2 separate regions of the Bicyclus anynana genome follow, and region 2 is linked to region 1. A link is a contact called in public Hi-C data. All regions are on one chromosome and are shown on one strand. Each heading gives the region's core, a stretch centred on a gene start, on an enhancer-like site or on the middle of the called end of the contact. The rest is flanking DNA. Distances are from core to core; before and after follow the strand shown.

Region 1 (2,700 bases), core at 59-2,558:
TAGATCCACCATGCTGCTCCTATACGGGCTGGTGGGAATAGTGATAATGTCAAATAACGGCCACTACCAGAGATCGGGACATGCACCTCCAACTAATATGAGATTTTGATCATATTATGAGGAACTTATAAAGCTTTACTTGATGCGCACTGTTTACCAACATATAAATTAGAAATGAAGCTACGAAAACGTATGTCATTTAATAACTTATTTATTTGAAATTATGTGGGTACCTATTGTTATTTTTTTTTTTATAAAATGTTATCCAAAATATATTAACTATAGGTAACTACTCTAAACTTAATGATTAAATTTATCTTCATTTATTTAGGAATAAGTAATTATGATTATTAATTATTATTTTAGGTGTGAAATTACTAGCGATTTATACCCTCATTTTTAAGTGCACATCGAGTATGGCTTATGTGTGTAAAGTGTTTTTCAGAGAGCATGGGTACGGTGACAGTCACCGGTATGACGTATATAATACGTGTAATACTATTAACGTGAATCGCGGCAAACTTTCAAGAATGAAACGAACTTTTAAGTGTCACCCGCACCATCCTACATGAAACGAACTGTAGTCTGTCCACCATGCGTTAAAAAATAGGTAGGTACACGCACATGTCATACCTATACAGCCTAACGTAGAAAAGGTTCTATGTCTGGCTGGCGGCGTTCTTGAGGCTCCTTCTTAAAACTAAAGTGATACTTCATTACTTACTTTCAATAGAAGACTGTACATTTTATTAGGATTTTCAACCCTTTTTTTTTCTTAAGAAAACATGCTTTTATCCATAAAAATACAGCAAAGCGACAATGTTGCAAAAGACGAGCATGTAGAACTTTCTAGAAAGAGGTAGATAAGTAGGATGTAACTTGTCGAGTAAAGTGTAACTCTAGGTAACTGATGATGAAAGCGGGCTACGTAAACTAAAGTCTTTTTAAATTTAAATTGTGTTGACATTACAAAAAAGGATTTCTATCAGAGATTATTGAAAATATATTTTCAGAAAATGTATAAAATGTTATAATATTTATGCGCCATCTATTGTCGAGTAGTAACTGTCCTGCCATCTAGCGTTAAGTAGATAATGCCAATAGTTGTTTTCTGTATTTTACGCTAGAATAGCATGATTATAAATTATAATTATATCACACATGCATCATAGTGTATTTATTTGTTCCCTATTCGTTAGTTACATACCTATCTATATTATTTGACAAAAGAAAACTCAGTCCACAAAGTTTCCAACACCGCCCGACGCGACAGTGGCGCTGTTATTTTCCTTATATATTCAGGGTGTGTTTTCACGAATACTTCATTCTACTGCAATTCGTCTTAAAGTGAACATCCGCCTTTAAAGGTTTTTTCGCGAGTGACATTGAAGTGAAAGCTTGTGTTTCCTTCTTAAACACATTATTTATGCACATTTAAAACAACATTATAAAGAAAAATCCTATTTTCACCTCCTCTGCATTTATTGCAACAATACTAAATTTAGCGTAAACTACTATCTATTTACGGGTATCGATCGGCGTATAAGTTCTGCAAGAGTGCGAAGCGAGTGCTATACTTTTACCGGCGACAGCTATTTCTCACCAAAAACGTTAAAACGCAAGAGTCACCGTCACCGCCGCCGAGATGGCGTTCATGATGCCAGTAGTGAAGAACGATTGGGACATTTACAACTCGCAGCGATCGCGGCGGACTTCGGAGTCGGCGGACAAGGCGGGGATCGGCGGCCGGGTGCGAAAGGTGTCCGAGTCTCGCTCCGAGGGGCCCGTGTTGTCTCCACGCAGCGCCGCGTTGAGCCCGCATCGCAGCGCTCCAGCCATGCGTTCGCTGTCGTACTGCCGCGCGCCGCCCAGCCGCGTCTCCTTGCGACAGTACGAAAACCTGAAGGGCTCGGCTAGTCCACCCAGCGCCAAGGAAACTGAGAAGTTCCACAGCAGGTTGGTCGAGAAGTTGCGGCGAGCGTTCGGCCGCTCGGAGTCGCGCAACAGCGAGCGGACCTCGTGAGTTAACCGGGCCTGCTTGTGTACAGGGCGCGAGCGGGCTCCCCCGAGCGACGCTCGCGTTGCGGCGCCTGCATGCCCTACCTGTGACGAGCGCGGCCCGCGGCGGAGGAGACACACCATCTGTGATATGTACCGGCGGACAACACCAGTTGAGTACAATGAGTGTGAACGGACTTAAGATATGACGGAACATTTTTGTGTTAGAATAGTCATTTGGTTCGCATAATGCATGTGTGGGAACCGAGAGCTTGATAGTTGATACTGGTATGCTTACTATGAATGTTTAAGACTGCGTTTACTTTAAGGGTTTAGTTAGGTTGCCGGGGTTTGTTTTGGCTTTCCTCTCACTCCGGCGGTTTAGTTATGGCAGTTCGCGATTTAACTGTGATTTGTAACTCGTAAGTTACGGTGTTATTTATTGTATAATATGATCGGAGTACCTTTATTTAATTAATATTTTTTGTAGCTGTGACGAACACCGTATGTAGTGAGACTATGTTTGCGGGTTGTTGCGTTAAGACGAGAAATTATTACAGTAGGACGAGATTATCTTCGGTTGATCAGAAAAATAACACAATTCAAGTGTTTTGACTTTAAACAATAAAGCCAGCAAGTATTAAAATCTTTATTTGCTTGTAAAGGTGTATTAATTTATTCATATATTTATGGTATTGAATA
Region 2 (2,818 bases), core at 80-2,579, 47 kb after region 1:
TTCGAATCCGGTCCGGGGCATGCACATCAAACTTTTCAGTTGTGTGCATTTTAAGAAATTAAATATCACGTGAATTTAAATGGTGAAGGAAAAACATCGTGATGAAACCTACATACATATTTGAGAATTTTCCAAATTCTCTGCATGTGTAAAGTCTGCCAATCAGCATTGGGCCAGCGTGGTGGACTATTGGCCTAATCCCTCTCCTTCTGAGAGGAGACTTGAGCTCAGCAGTGAGCCGAATATGGGTTGATAATTATGAAACAAAACCATGCTATACCAATGCTATAGTTGACGAGGTTAGGATCTACGTTTAATCAGATGTTACTGATGAATGATGACCAGTACCGATGGATTAACGTGATCTCCAACACGAGGTAATAAACACCAGTGTCTCCCAGTGGCGAAGGATGGAATTTTGACGAAGGTAAGCCGTCCCACAGAAAAGGAAATTCATGCCGCTTGATACAAACTTCGGTTTGTCATACATCCATAGTCACAATAATGGATTTTTAAAAGGTAACCCGTTGGGAATCGGTGCTGCTGCCTTCCGTGTTAAAATAGGTATCTTTATCTATCAGGAATTTTTTTATAGAACGAAAAATAACCCAAAACCAACAACACCAACAAGGCAACTGCGACATAATTTTAGGTTATCAAAACGTCAGTTTTATTAAGAGCGATTGACGACTGTTATGTTTAACAACTTACGTATGTGTAGCGTTACCAGGCGTCTGGATAAAGCCGGATATTGTTGGGATTTTAGATTGCGTGTCCGGGCACAATAAACGGTGTCCGGCTCGTTTGTTTTTTGTTAGGATTTTTACAATTTCATTTTGCTTGATGACTTTGTTTGAGTTAGACTTGTTGAATTGGCGTTCGATTTATAAATTTAAATTTGTGTTTCATAATACAAGAAGCTTGAGTTTACACTTTTTTGTCGTATCTAGTAATACTTAGACTATAGTAATCCTCGATATTGTAGGGCAGGGATTTTACCATTTTTGGTACCACTAACTTAGCTAAGTAATTAAATCCCTCCCTCCCCCACCTCCTCAAAGATAATAACAAATGAGCTGTTGAAGAAAATAAGGTTTAATTTAATAAACATAAATTAACAGTGTCAAAAGAAATAATTTTCCGCCAGTCATCAAGCCTCCGAGAAATATTGTCGCGATCTCCCCATCTATCGTCGAATGGCGAATCTCTAGGCGTTCGCGTAGGGTGTTCGACCTTTTTAGTCAAATGCTGGACACACTTGCTGATCTGTCCTGCTATTAGATTTGGCGACCTGGCTACCCTATGTGTGTGTGACCGCGTCGGAAAAATTCGCGACATAGTGTCGTCAGAGGCGTCGGAGGGACGCGGTAAAATTAACGTCAGGAATCTGCCTCCGATGACGTGGTGAACGGAAGAAATTTTTATTTTTAATGTTGGTATTTTCGTTAGTGCCAACGTAACCATTTCCTGTTTTTGTTGGCAAAACTGGATTTACGGGTGACTTTAATTACTATGATCTATGTTGGATATTATAATTTTTCGAGTGTAGATTTTATCGATTTAAAAATGTATCCATTCTAACGTCGAATACAATTGAAAGAAATGATTATGTTTCACTCTGTATCTATCCTGGGGGTGCCCCTACAACGTCTATGAATTCCATTGTAAATAATGTACTTGCCTACACTGTTCGTCTAGAGTTGCATTACATGACGCAACAATAGATGATGATGATTAGATTATGTTCACTCAGACTATTTTGTTTCCTAAGCTGAGGTTTTACATAAATAAATTAATATAGTAGGTAAATAGGTTGTGTACTTTCCACATTTAAAATTATGATTACTATGACTATTATTATGACTAGGTAGGTACATAAAAAAATTCTGAAATTCTACAAATTAGGTTGAAAAATTTCAAAACAACATAAACTGAAACAGAGCAAATATTTCTAATCGTCGCGGCGACATAAATGTCTATGCCAAAATTAAGATAGGTATTTAATTTGTCTACTATCATCCTCTTTAATAGTTAGGTTACTATACCTATCAACCTATACTAGGTACCTACTTGTTTTACGTTAATTCTATCTGTATTAGATATACCTATGCAATAGTATAATTTAGATGAAAACTTGAGTTCATTATCTACGGAGTTAAATTCTATTAAAATCGGTTCAGCCGTCCCAGAGATTAGCCCGGACAAACAGACAGACAGACCGACAATAATAACTGTGTATTGTATATTTTTTTATAAGCACGTGAGTAGGTACTTACCTACTCTTAGATTGTATTGATTTAGGTAGATACTGGTACTAACCTAGGTACGTAATAAGTTTTGTTCTAAATTACTTACCTACCTCATGTCAATCGAGACGTTATTAAACATCTGCACATATTCTACTAAATATCTAATATTAGTTAAAACGTGTGACGTCAAACAACGCGGTAACTGCAAAACTTGGCACTCGGCGCCGGTCTTGTTTATCCCGAATCTTGGCCATGAATTCCTACGGGGTAAAGAGTTCACAGTCACGAGTGTTGCTCGTTATCATAATGGGTGGGTTAAGGTTACTGAATATTGTTATGGTTTATATCAGTTAATAACCCATTTATAATTATAATATATTTACAAGTACGAATATAACCAGTTAACATCTAAAATTTTCTAAAATGTAAGAAACTTTACATCAATAAAATACATATTGCATAAGTAGGCATTGAAAAATAAAACGCAACTAACTTTATTTATGTTCGATAAAGCATGTATAAGAAACGTAGGATCTTATAAATTATTACATTTCTGAAGGCTGAAACAT

The links. Hi-C and Micro-C count contacts between places; a contact is called where the count stands out from the background.
Region 2: a contact with region 1 is called in a Hi-C map of whole body, with 9 times the contacts expected there. The contact joins the enhancer-like site here to the promoter of LOC112048164 in region 1. A contact is called at or near these places in 2 of 2 Hi-C or Micro-C datasets (whole body and whole larva).

Annotation. Positions count from the first base shown.
Region 1 is chr16:10,294,806-10,297,505 of ilBicAnyn1.1, forward strand. It overlaps LOC112048164, which reads left to right and starts at 1,309. Exons shown (of 2, transcript XM_024085576.2): 1 at 1,309-1,956; 2 at 2,049-2,700. The coding sequence starts at 1,646. The coding sequence ends at 2,109.
Region 2 is chr16:10,342,267-10,345,084 of ilBicAnyn1.1, forward strand. No RefSeq gene overlaps it. Among protein-coding and RNA genes, the nearest start is that of LOC112056637, 18 kb to the right of the region's middle. Within about 2 kb of position 1,330, at least 2 of the 8 cell types and tissues checked have open chromatin away from gene starts, as enhancers often do.